Linked DNA regions of Zea mays: all the other regions are linked to region 1. The links are chromatin contacts, called in public Hi-C maps. All regions are on one chromosome and are shown on one strand. The core of a region is the stretch at or near the end of the contact, and the rest is flanking DNA. Distances in the headings are between cores, read along the strand shown.

Evidence for each region. Hi-C and Micro-C count contacts between places; a contact is called where the count stands out from the background.
Region 2: a Hi-C map of leaf shows a contact between it and region 1, with 7 times the contacts expected there. The contact joins the promoter of LOC100279204 here to the promoter of LOC100193554 in region 1. A contact is called at or near these places in 2 of 25 Hi-C or Micro-C datasets (leaf and tassel).
Region 3: a Hi-C map of leaf shows a contact between it and region 1, with 8 times the contacts expected there. The contact joins the promoter of LOC100284062 here to the promoter of LOC100193554 in region 1. A contact is called at or near these places in 4 of 25 Hi-C or Micro-C datasets (endosperm, leaf and tassel).

Annotation. Positions count from the first base shown.
Region 1 is chr3:168,891,801-168,896,387 of Zm-B73-REFERENCE-NAM-5.0, forward strand. It overlaps LOC100193554, which reads left to right and starts at 1,799. Exons shown (of 1, transcript NM_001138665.1): 1 at 1,799-3,118. The coding sequence starts at 2,040. The coding sequence ends at 2,975. It also overlaps the pseudogene LOC103650864.
Region 2 is chr3:169,088,031-169,092,617 of Zm-B73-REFERENCE-NAM-5.0, forward strand. It overlaps LOC100279204 (dicer-like 104), which reads left to right and starts at 2,043. Exons shown (of 26, transcript NM_001348296.1): 1 at 2,043-2,305; 2 at 2,847-2,952; 3 at 3,049-3,229; 4 at 3,300-3,413; 5 at 3,890-4,024; 6 at 4,131-4,200. The coding sequence starts at 2,281.
Region 3 is chr3:168,711,572-168,716,158 of Zm-B73-REFERENCE-NAM-5.0, forward strand. LOC100284062 reads right to left here and starts at 2,305. Exons shown (of 15, transcript NM_001156960.1): 1 at 2,145-2,305; 2 at 1,585-1,697; 3 at 1,372-1,480; 4 at 1,143-1,286; 5 at 702-806; 6 at 509-592; 7 at 314-429; 8 at 1-94. The coding sequence starts at 1,613.

The DNA.
Region 1 (4,587 bases), core at 549-3,048:
CGGCTCGCGCAAGAGCCGAGGGGTTGTGAGGTTTATCTAAACTCACTCAACTAACTAGGATTTACCTAGAGCAAGCGCTAAAGCGGTCTAACTAACCTAAGCACTTCGCAAAGCACCTATGCTAATCACCGAGTGATTCTATTAAGCACTTGGGTGTTTGAGCTCTTGGAAATGTGCAATATATGCCTTGGTATGTTGCTTGGGCTCTCACCCTTGAGAATGGCCGGTTGGGGTGGTATTTATAGCCTCCACACCCCCAACTAGCCGTTGGACAGAAAGCAGTAGCTTTCTGTCGTCGGGTGCACCGGACAGTCCGGTGCACCACCGGACACTGAACAGTAGATGTCCGGTGCGCCTATGTCAGCCGACCGTTGGCGTCTGTAGCAGTCGACCGTTGGATCCGACCGTTGGATTCGACCGTTGCCGTCTGCCCGTTGGCACACCGGACAGTCCGGTGCACACCGGACAGTCCGGTGCTACAGCCTGAGAGCGCCTACCTGCGGCCTCTCTGCGCAGACCGTCCGGTTGTCCCACCGGACAGTCCGGTGCACACCGGACAGGTACTGTGCACTGTCCGGTGCGCCACCAGGCGCTGGCTGACAGCCCTCTTCTCAGGTTTCTTTGCTGATTTCTATGGGCTTCTTTTGTTCTTGAGTCTTGGACTTCTATGCATCTTTTTATGTCTTCATTTGAGGTGTTGCATCCTCATTGCCTTGGTCCAATCCTCTTCGCATCCTGTGAACTACAAACACAAACACTAGAAACCTTATTAGTTCACGGATTGTGTTGTTCATCAAACACCAAAACTCAATTAGCCAAAAGGCCCGGGGTCCATTTTCCTTACAAATGTCTTAAAAAGTGATAGCACCTTATCTAAAAATCACTGTGAACGGACCTTCTATCTGTTTGTGACGTCAGGGAAATAAGTCGTAATAAAATATTAATATCAGTCGGCTTAGTACTGTTTAGAACCCTAGAGCTAATAGTTAGCTAAGTAATAAATTATTAAGACCCTGCTTGGTTTCAATTAGTCCTAGGACTAAACTTTAGTCCCTATCTGTTTGGTTGTAGTGACTAAACATATTCTAAAGTCATAATAGTAGCTGTCCAAAGACTCAAATGCCCTTGGAACACTAGAAGACTGCGTGCAACTGTGCGAGAGAGGCTAGGGATAGGTTTGGGCAACAGGATAATTATGGGCCTTTAGTCTCTTTTAGCACCTAGATGAAAGACTAGAGACTAAATCATTTTAGTTCATATTTTAGTCCTAGTGCTTGGTAAAAAAAAGGACTAAATGAGACTAAAAACTAGAGACTAATCTTTAGTCCATCTAACCAAACACCCCCTAAATATGTTAGGTCAGCTAATGAATTAATTGTTGAGATAGCTAATAATTAAATACGATATTAGGTGGGGATGTTTAGAACTCAACGACTAATTTTTTTAGTAGGTAACTATTAATTTTAGAGGTTCTAAACAGGGCCTTAATCAGTAGTAATAGTAACGTTTGTATCAGTATCGACTCTAATTTAACCTGTACTAAGTGTTACCGGTCTATGCAAGGACCGTGGCAGCTGCAGCCTGCAAGGAAACAAGGTTGGTCCCCGAAAGATGGGGCATTTATTCGACGCGACGCGACGCAAGCGGAGAAGGTTCCTACGGTTTTTTAACACCAACAACACCCCGCCCATGAGGCTGACGAGGGCTGTTTGTTCCCTCCGACCCACGAGGGCTGTACAGCTCAGCTCACTTACTTGGCCTCCCCACTTTCCAGCTCGGTTTGCTAACCCATGGTCGCCTCGCCTCATCCTCTCGCCCACCTCCATAACTTTGCATGGCCTATTACATGTCGTCCCTATCCCTCCCTAAAGCCATCTTCTTCTTCCTCCTTCAGTCACCCGGCCTGTCGTGTCGATCTCACTCTCAGGGTCCGGTCCGGTGCATCATATATACCCTTGGTCGATCGATCGACCAGATAGATACACTAGATAGCTAGGATTGCATTGTGTTCCACCAAAAGCCAGCCACAACACATCGACATGATGCAGGACTTGTTCTCGGTCCCTTCGTGTTTCTCGGCGGGCGAGAAGCTTCCGGACGTCCCGGCGTCCGCTGCGGCCACCACCAGGTCCGGGCAGAGCGCGGCGACGCTGGTCTACCGCGCGGGAATCGCCGGCCACGACCGCCTGGTGACGGTGACGTGGTGCAGGAACCTGCTCACCCACGGGCTGACCGTGTCGATCGAAGGGTCGGCGGGCGGCGGCAAGGACAAGAGCGGCGGCGGCAGGGAGTGGGGCGACGCCGACGGTGGCGCGGCCTCGTCCTCCAACAAGGGCTGCAGCACCGCCTGCAAGGTGGAGATGCAGCCGTGGCACTTTTGGCGCAAGTACGGCGCCAAGCAGTTCCACGTCGACGGCAGGGCCGTGGACGTGGTCTGGGACCTCAGGAGCGCGAGGTACTCCGACGAGCCCGAGCCGCTGTCCGACTACTACGTCGCCGTGGTGTCGGACGAGGAGGTGGTCCTCCTCCTCGGCAACCTCAAGAAGGAGGCGTTCCGGCGCACCGGGTCCCGGCCGTCGCTGCGGGACGCCGCACTGGTGTGCAAGAAGGAGCACGTCTTTAGCAAGAAGCGGTTCCTCACCAAGGCCAGGTTCCACGACAGGGGCAAGCTGCACGACATCAGCATCGAGTGCAGCAGCAGCAACCTCGGCGGCGGCGGCGTCGACGTCGACATGGTCATCAAGATCGACGGCTACGTCAACGTCCTCGTCAGGCACCTGCAGTGGAAGTTCAGGGGCAACGAGTGCATCTCCATCAACCAGCTCAAGGTGCAGGTGTACTGGGACGCGCACGACTGGATCTTTGGCACGGGGGTGAGGAACGCGCTGTTCATCTTCAAGCCCGAGCCGCTGCCGTCCGCCACCAATGAGTACTCTGATTTCTGCCTGTTTCTGTACGCATGGAAGCTTGAGTGAGCTAGGATTCCTGTTCCTGCATTATACTGGACACCTCACCATATATGTTATGAACCAATAATTCATACGTATCATGTAACTGATGGATTATTGGGCGATGGAAGTGTATGCGAAATGAATGATTGGGGCCGTTTTCCCTTTCCCTTTCCTTCCTTCCCATGGGACTATGGGAGTGTGTTGTGCACATGGAGGATCGGACTGGAGGGGCACAGGATAGTCCTGGGGATTAGGAACAGGCGGGTCCTGATACAGAAACATGACAGGCAGGATTCGCAGTGCCATGCCTTTCCCAATCATGCATTCATGCTGATCTATCCTGGGAAAGTCCAGCTAAGATCCGGTCCCTTCCCCCCATCTCATGGAGTACTATTGAGTTCTTAAAAAAATGTTCCTCCTAATTCCTTTAATTTTGCTCCGTTCAAGAACGAGGACCCCGCAGAATTCCAGTATAAGATTTCAGAACGCCTCATCAGTTTATTTTCTCTGCATGTTATTAACAGATGAAAGAAACAATCGCAGAAAGAAATGGTAGTCAATTTGCACATCATATCTACTCATCTTCATCCACTCAAATCAATATAAATCTCACAGATATATCAGTCTGAAGGTGTTTATTCGGTACTTTTAGTGAACGTGGATCAGGATCGAACAGAATCAGATTGAAGAGAACTTCGAATAAAAAGCTTATCTGAACAAGTTAGAATCGAAATAGTTGGGAGGGAGCCCAATAAGGCACTGAGGTTTGGCTGTACAAACTGACATAGTTTGGGGGGGGGGGGGGGGGGGGGCGCTCAATGTGCATTTTCACCAGTGATACCATATAGATATAGGGTTCAGGGAAAAAACTGCTGTTTTATGGGCAATTCAAGTAGAGTAAAAAGAATTGTTTCCGGATGCTGATTATTAATTCTAATTGTTTTTTCTCCATGTCGATACGATTTCAGTTTAGGGACACAGAATCTATAACAAAGAAACCATATGCATCTGTGTTATGCTGCTAGTAGCTCTCATCGAAAGCCTTTTAGATTTTCCCAGAGTTTCCACCTTTGGACATAGAAATGCTGCAATAACATAGGCCAGCACATGTAAACATGGAAAAGTAAAATTATCTGACCAAATGCCCAGTTTACACAGTTACAAACACAAACGGGTTTTCACATGAACAGAATCTATAGAAGTTTTTTTTCACATGGTACTTCCTTAAAATAAGGGAAATTTGGATCCATACCATTAAAAGATCACCACTTTGATCCATACCATTACTATCTCACTTACATGTGGGTCCACATGAGTCAATGACATGTGGGGTCCATGGTATATATCTAAAGTTTGGATCTTTTAATGGTATAGATCCAATTGTTCCTTAAAATAATGATGCTTCTTAAATCCATGACATATTATTTAAATTGTTAATAAAACTAATAGAAATGAGAAAAAAGACTATTTTGAACCAAAACCAAACCATTTCGTCAAGAAGAACTTATTTTTCCCACGAGAAGCTTCATCTGATGCTCTTCCACCACTTCCACGTGTTGTCCTTTGGTTAGCTGTAATGGAAACAGCCATAACCGAATCAGAGGAGATATATCACGTACGAAATTGCACTGTCATA
Region 2 (4,587 bases), core at 793-3,292, 200 kb after region 1:
TTTCCTTACACCGGATTTATCGCTAGTTAAATAAAAAAACGTGAATGTCATTCTAAAATGCAAATCTTTACTACTTATTAAGGCTGCAAGAGTAGTCTACCATTTCCGTGTTCTGCCACCATTCCTGTTCTGCCATTCTCGTTCTGCCACCATTCCCATTTCTTGTTCTACGTTTTCCATTCCCATGTTCTGTCATTCTCATTCTTTATTTTGTCTTTCTCATTCCCCCTTCCCGCAAAACTCATTCTCATTCACATTCACCCGTACAGCTCATGCCTAGCTAAAATTCAAAAAACACACATGTCCTCAAGGGGATTTGAACCCGTGACCTCTCAAGCAAAGGCCAAGAGTAGCTACTGCTACACCATATGTGTGTTTATGTCTACATCTATGACAGTAAACACATCTACTACATTCTTCACCAAGCTCACTTGCTACCCTTGCACAATGCGTACTAGTAGATAAGTATCACCGAGATTCTTGAATTATATTTTTGGATGGAGGTAATATTATTTAAAGAAGAGCTTTGCATGCAATTTCTTTTGTTTGAATAATGTATTATACTTAAATTCTCTTTTTTTGCATGCGTGACATTTTTTCTTCGTAATATTTTGTCCATGGATCATACTCGTGAGTCATTTTCATAAACCAACGCCAAACATGAATCCATGTTTCTTACTTGAAACCCCGAACAAACACCATGAGCAGGAGGCACTCATGTTGGCGTCGCTCATCGATGACGAGAAGAAGTTTGGCGACTGTCAGTTCGACTTTTAAAAGCAGTCCTACGTGGTCGCATGCGCAGCTGTGTACGACAAGCTCACGCGAAGCCGCCGCTTGGACGCGGTCTAGAGCAGCTGCACCGCGCTGTCCATCGTTAAACAGGGGGGCTCATGGTTGTCGCCAACGTCGACAACTCTCGGGTTGTTCTGGACACCGCATCCGACGACGACGTCATCACGCCGTCCAACTCATCGTCCACCTGAAGCTCAACCTGCCACGTAAGTCGCTACTGACCGGACATGAATTCTTGTGCGCTGGGACGATGGACGTTAATGACGTTGTGTGAGTGTCCTCGAATATGATGTATGTAGTGGAGTAGCGCATCCGGTGATGCAACGGCCAGGGGTACTACCTCGCTGATGAGCCCGTGGTGCACTTCATTTGGCAGCCCAACCAAGAGACATCGGTACTCGCCATGTCGCGCGCGTTCGACGACTACTATATCGAGGATTGTGGCGTCATCTTGGCGCCGGAGGTGACACAGAGGAGGATCGACAACAGTGACCAGTTCGTCATCCTCGCCATCGTCAGGGTAGCTTTTGTGCCGGCTTGCCTTTAATTCTCTTCGCAAACATACACACTTACCTTTTTGTTTAAACAAGAACGTATGGTGGTGCGTGTCTGATGACTAACGATGTACGAGGAAATTTCTTCCGGCATGTGTGGAACGTGCTCTCCAATGCTGAGACCATACAAATCGTGACATATATCGAAGTCTGTATGATACTGATGGTTGCATTGTAGTGGTGAAATAATTAGATTAAAATAACAAAATTTATGTATGGCTATGATCACAAATTGATTATGAAACATTTTCTCATAACAATATAACACACATTTTGTATATAAGTTATCGTATTATACTGGTATTATATATTTCCGTTGCAACGCACAGGCACTCAACTAGTAAGATATAAAAATAAAAGTATTTTATGCAAATTACTATTTAAATAATAATTTATGGAGTGAAATTTTGCAAGACTCTTCAAGATACTCTAAATTTTCACAAAATATTGATATTATTATTTAAATAATAATAACAATATTATACTTCCATTTAATAACAATTTTCCTGATTTATATATATTGTTAGATGTAAAAAATCATTATTTGTACTACATTTATATAATAACTGATTTTTCATAAAATAATTATTTATTTTTAATATTAACTAGTATATGAAAATATCGTCATACGTAGGTTTAATTGTTCCGCGGGATTTATAAATTCCCCGATCGTCATCTCTACGTCAGCCAACGACAGCTTGCTCTCGCCCCTGCCTTCTCCTCTCCTCTGGGTGTTCCCGGCGGTTTCTTCGCCGCTCAAGCCGCCTCCACTCTCCCTGCCGCGCTAGCAACTACGTTTCGGACTTCCCCGCTCGACTTTCGACCTCCCCTGCCGCCAACACCGCCCAACCGCCGTCCTCCACCACCCTCGGCCGGCGGCGCCCCGCCTTGCCGGAGGCGGAGCAGACGACGCGTGGCAGCCGATTCCGCGATGGATGCATCCACTGCCGGCGATGGTACCCACCAGCTTTTTTAGGCGGTTTTTTTTCTTCTGGGTTTTGTGTCTGTTGTAATCCCTGGTGTCCCGTCGATTGGGCCATGGAGATTAGGGCGTGATGAGGCTGGGGCCATTGTAATGCATGCTCGATTCCAGTTGATACTGCTTCGATCGCGCTAATGCGGGTGAACTGGAGGTTTTGACCAACGGTTCCGGATATGGTGGTACTTGGATCGGGGATTACGGGGGTTCGTGCCTTGGGTTGATGGTTTTGGGAGGGTTTGGGAGCTAAAGCGCAGGAAAATTAGCTATGCCATTCGTAATGTAATTTTTTTATTCCCTCCTTTACCTGTATATGCTTTTGATTTTCGGACTACTAGTGATGTGTTTCTGTTGATCTCACTTGTAAATCGTTGTTGCATTATCATGAGACATACCCTCCCTTTACCCTGTGTACTTTGTGGGTTATCAACCCTTATCACCTTATGCATTTGGTTTTGGGGAGTACTGATGATGGATTTCTGTTGATCTCGCTTGACAAAGCATTGTTGCATTGGCAGGAGACACGAATACTTTGAAGAGGCCATGCAAAACATCGCCTCCAGAAGGCGAAACAGACAAGTATAAACGGCAGAAGAGGGAATGCCAGGATTTCTCTCCCAGAAGGTTCTGTACATTTGTCCTAGGAATTGTTATACATTCAGGGGTACATACTACAGAGCATCATATGATGGTTGTGCTTTGTGATGTCGAATTGATCAGGTACCAGCTTGATGTCTATGAGGTTGCTACGAGGCACAACACAATTGCGATGCTTGACACGGGAGCTGGGAAGACAATGATTGCTGTCATGCTCATCAAGCATTTTGGGAAGATCAACAAAGCAAACAATGATCGAAAGCTCATCATATTCCTTGCACCAACTGTTCAACTCGTCACACAGGTGGTTTCTACCAAAAGCTGATGATTCTAACTGAAATGAAACAAGTTTGTGCTGATATTTTCTGTAACAGCAATGCGAGGTTATTAAGAGCTACACTGATTTTGAGGTGGAGCATTATCATGGTGCAAAGGGTGTTGATCAATGGAAGGCTCATAGCTGGCAACAGCAACTCTTAAAGTATCAGGCAAATTTCATTGCTATCTTTTTCTCAATCATATTGATTCCTCATTTATTCTAAAGGAATGATCCTCCCAAATCTGTGGCAGTGCTGTTCTGCACTCTTCTGTTAATTAGATTAGATTTTCTGACAGCAGATGTTTAGCTCTTCATTTACCGTACTTGGGTTTGAAAGATCATGACATGTAATGTATATCATGATATAGTTATTCTAGATTATGTGCATAATGAAATTTTCTGATATTTTTTACTGCAAATTTGATCTAGAAAGCCTTTTTTGTGTCTGCGTATCCACTCTTATTTTTCCCCTTAGTAATTTTTGAAGATATGATTGTCCAATTTCCTTCACAGTACCTTTAATATTTTTGGTATCAAAAAATTATGTTCCTAGATTAAACATTAAAGAAAAGCACTGCAGCAAAGTCGCAGAATCCTAGTTTGTGATGCTCCATTTACTTGACAGCCCCCACAAAAAATTTGCAGGTTATGGTCATGACACCACAGGTGTTGCTAGACGCTTTACGCCAAGCTTTCTTGATCTTGGACATGGTTAGTCTCATGATATTTGATGAATGCCATCACGCAACTGGTAACCACCCATATACTAGGATAATGAAGGTATTCTGAATAAAACACTTGTAATACTTACAAAGTTACGGATTACTTTTCTTTTGTATTGCTCCTTTTTAATTAGCAGTTTCTGTTATTTTGCCCGTTTGAACAGGAGTTCTATCATGGATCAGAGCATAAGCCAAATGTGTTCGGTATGACAGCCTCTCCTATCATAAGAAAAGGCAAGTATTGATGATAAAAGATTTAATGTTCTTTTTGCTGTTATCTTTCAGACATCACAAAACTCCTTGATCTTTAAACTAACATCTCAAATGGCAAGCTAATGATATTTGTCAGAAATGTAATTGAGCAGCAATTATTACTGAATTGAATTGTGATTGCTTGTAATAAAATTATTGAGAAATATGACGATTATGTTGGTGGTGTTTTGGTTGTACCAAAATATCACAAATGGTGATATTGATATGTTGGTCACGTACTAAAACCTGTCATGGCCAAGTGAAATAAATATGACTGGTTATCTATCCATTGATAAAATACAATGACACATAGTTCTCCTATGTGGTCAATAAAAAAGTGAAAAACATAGAACTCCATAGAGGAATTCT
Region 3 (4,587 bases), core at 1,055-3,554, 180 kb before region 1:
ATTAAAATGTTCGACACCAAGATCTTCATCCCAGATAAATATGTAGTCGTAGCGGGCAACAATGTCAGGATGTAGAAATCGTTTGGCATACCACCTTGGGTAAACGAGAAATAAGTTTGCAACCTTTGATGGACAAATGCATAGAGACTGAGGGGCCCCTTTGGAACGCAGAAAATTCATAGGAATTGTTTAGGAAATTCACAGGATGACAGGAACCGGTTCATTTCCATAAAAACACAAGAATGGAGGGCGGGCGGCATCCTGCATTCTAATGGGGGCCTGATCATTGCAAACACACAAAAGAACAACTCACCATTTGGTTTGCTTTGTGACACTCACATGGACGGCCCTTTTTGACCACTCAAATTCATCCCACTCAGTTGTCCGACCATCATAATGGAACAACATAATTGTGAAGTTATCTGAAAACTGTAGAGAAGACATATGTGAATCTGAAAAACTACAATATATCATTCCTCGCATATTTTAAGCATTTAGGATGTCTTACCTTTTTCACCGCTGCATCAATGTTTGCCTTTTGAGAGTATCCCACTGTAAATGTAACAAGGTATCTTGGTTTGGTAGTAAGATCCTGGTGGTATTACTATATTTCAGATATCGAGCAACAAAATAAAAAAAACACTGTTTGAGGGCATCATTTGATACAAGTGCTGAAAAAGGCATCAACAATAGAAACCAACCTCACTAGGTTCACCCCACAATCTCCGGAGATAAAGGTCTGTTTCAGACACTACAATGCCCGGTGGAAGCCTTTCAGCACCTTTAGGGTTTGTTGGAACATAAATCTGAAATTATTGTGATAAACAGAAATGAAAATATAGTTTTCATCTATGAGAAGAAACCACCCCTTCAGTTCATTATTTCATATACTTCATAAAGGGTATAAATTGAACCACACTAACAAATCAAGGATAATGTAGGCAGAATTCCTAGGATTAAAGCTTTCATGTGAATTCTTGAACTTCATATTCACACGCCGTGCATAAGAAATACACAAGTAAAACTACAGGTCCAGAAGACATTGACCACAAAAAAATAACAAAAGCAGGACATAACTCGCAAAACTAGTGCCTGTGCATAGTAACCACTGAAAATACAAGTCACTAAGCCAGGCAAGATACCTTAGGAATTTCATCAGAGTTAGAAGCTGAATTGTTCTTCTTATGAGTAGCTGCAGACGTCCATGCATGATTCAATAATGTTTGGGTTGTGATGCCAGAGTTTCTGTCCTCGATATAGGAGATAATGCTGGAAGGGAAGTGAAGCTGCAAAAGGCAGCCGTAAAGATTTTTTTCCTCTATGCAGAGCATGTTGCATAAGAAGACAAGAGAAGGAAATGATCCGTTTTACCTTTGTTATATTAACGGTAGGGAAGGAAATGCCAAACAAGTACCCTAGCATAACACCAATAACTGCTGAGAATATGATTCGCATGCCCTCATTTGATCTCTGTGCACTGCTGAAGATTGAGATGAATACGTATTTGTGTGAATGATCACCTAAAAGGTATTCTTTTGTTGCTATACAGAAGAGCAATACATAAACTCTAAGCATCGAACATACCTGCGGCCTAAAATCCCAGGTTTTGCCATGAGATATCCGAGTGTTATCTTTTTGTGGCAAAGGAACTCGCTGGCAGAATGGTACTGGCACTATAATGACTGAAGCACTTGTGTCTGTGTTATATAGAAGATAAATAAGCCGAGCTTCTTGCATGGAAGCAGTACATTCAGAAGAAAAGACCTGATTAAGCTGATTATGACACGCAGATATGAACCCTGCTATAAATACAGTATGCCCTTCTCTAAATATACTAGCAAAGAACTGAGTTCGCGGCATAGTTTCATCTTCAATCATCAAAGTAGCTAAAGGTATCACAATGCAACCATTCGGACCACATACTTGTTCCAAACCCACAATTTAAAATCAACAAGTAGGGCGCGGACGCCGTAAAAGGAGATAGGTGTACACACGTACAACCAACAATTTGCAAGAGTAATCGAAGTTAGTTGGCATAACACATGTACACACTTGTGATTAGATCAGATCCGAATATAAATAGATGTTAGGGTTCGGATGCTCCGTTTCGTATAACAGGAACTGAAGAGGAGGCGTGGGCTTACCTGTTGGTGGTGTTTGTCGCCGGTGAAGGCCTGGTGGTGCGTGGTGGCGGCGGCGGCGGCGGCGATCACCCAGTCGTCGCCACGAGAGCGCGTACGCGTGGGGAGCGGAGCAAGAAAGAACAAGGCAGTGGCGCAGGGGTAAAACCCAGAACGGGTCCGGTGCTGTAGTTGTACTGCACAGCCTGCACTGGATCCGTCGAAAGGCTTGCAGCAGAGCTGGACCCTGTTACTTTTTGTCTGGTCCGGCAGCGTATTGTCTGGTCCAACATTGTCGTAGCGTTGTTTCGAGGCAAATACTGATATAAGGATTACTATCTGTTGGGACTTGTTCTCAAATGCTAAAAGTTAAGAATAAGATAATACAGAAAACGTTAAATATTAAAGTCCTTTGTCCTCCAAAGCATTATTTCCCTTAGGATATAATGATTTTCGGACGAAAGTTATGAAGAATATACCTTCATAAACATTATATATCATAATGAAAAGGAAATTACATGGAATATAAAAGATAACATAAATAGTTACGTATTAATATCAACTCATTTTTAGTTTATTGCTATAGAAGAATAAGAATGATGATGGGTTACAAATACACCTCTGACTTGAAAGAAGGTAAAAGTACAAGGGTGATGCAAAAACAAATGCCAAGTCAGCGTGAAGTACTGTTCACCTATTTATAGGCACGGGTCACAGCCCATGTAAAATTACATCCAGGCCCTTTACTTTTGATAATAACTCTATAGTTATCTGTCGGGGTCTGAATAGTCTTTTCCTCTTTAAGTCGGTTTCCTTTTTCGTGTCATCATGCCGAAGCTCCCTTGCGTACAGCTTCGGCTCTGTTCCATCCTTCGTTCCCTTTTGTTTCTTCATACAGCAATTTTGACTTGTCCGAAGGGTTCGTATCCGAAGGTACCTGCCCATGTATTATACTCTAGAAACATTGTCAAATCGCGTTTTTGAGGACCTTCGGAAGCCGAAGGCCCCCAACAGTAGTCCCTCGCAATATTAATTTGTTAGGATAATAAATTCAGATTGCGATATGGACGAAGGCCCTAAGCCGAAGGTCCGAAAAAACATCTTCCACTTGCTAGAATAGCAACAGTCAATGTCAAGCGGGGCCCTCCTGTTCTCAATGCGCCAGATGTATAAATAAGAGCACACCGCAATGTCATTTGGTACGCTTTCTTTGCCATCTGCTCTTGCTTACTCAGTTTTTAGCTCCTGTGCAACAAGATTTGCTTGGTTTGTAAGTTTTTTAAGCTTCGACTTTTAAAAGCGGTTTTTAGTGCTTCCGAAGATGTCTAAAGATAAGAAAGTTGTTGCTGAAACAAAACTGAGCCTTCTTGAGGAGAAGAATCTTGGCTTTCTTGAATCAATATCAAAGACAAATACAGAAAAGATTACAAGGGAAATTTTGGAAGGTTTATCTGAAGATACTAGTGATAGTGATAGTTATGATGCCGAAAGTGGGGGGGAGACTCGGAAGATCGACCCTGGCGGCCAAGCCATGCAGTTTTTGGAAAATCAACCATTAAACAAAGCCATCTTGCCAATATGCGAGGTAGATATTTTCGGGATTTGTCTATTGTGAGGGCAGACGAAGGAGAGAAAACTTGTCCTACTCCCGAGGAAAATGAAGTCGTGATTTTCCGAAGCTTCTTCAAGGCTGGGCTTCGGTTTCCTCTAAGCAGTTTCGTGGTTGAAATTTTAAAGATATTTGGAATCTGCCTTCATCAAATTACTCCTGAAGCAATCATAAGGATGGGAATCTTTGTATGGGCCGTGAAGAGCCAAGGTTTAGAGCCAAATGCAAAAAGTTTCTGCAATATGCATGAGCTATTATATGAGACGAAACCCTGGGGTAAACAACAATATCATAACAATTTTGGCTGCTATAGCTTCAGTGCTCGATCTGGGTCAAGCTGTCCCGTGCCAACCTTTCGAAAGAGATGGCCCGGAGACTGGATGAAGGAATGGTTCTATGTGAAAAACGATTTGAAGGCACGAGAAGATATTAAAGGTATCATCATGCGCCCCATCTGGCAGCGTTTCGGCCTCCGGAAACCGAAGGTGGAAATGGATGAAGCGGCCGAAGAGTGCCAGAGGACCTTCGGCATAGTCTGCTCTTTCATCGGGACTAGGGACTTAGTTCAAGAGCACGTGGCCTACAGGATATGGCCATTGGTAGCTAACTGGGAAATGCCGAAGGAAACCATCAACAACCCACACGAAGGTGGCCTGGTTCGACTAAAATATACCTTCAGGTTCGTAGACCAATTTATCGAGCCAGACGACGATTGGTTGAAATGCGTTGAAGCTATAAGCGATGAACTGCTTGGGCCATACTCGAAGGCAGAAGATACTGCACTATCTACGGCCTTCGGAGGCCGGAAGAAGAAAAGACTCAACCGAGTTTTTGATGCTATTGGGTTCGTTTATCCTG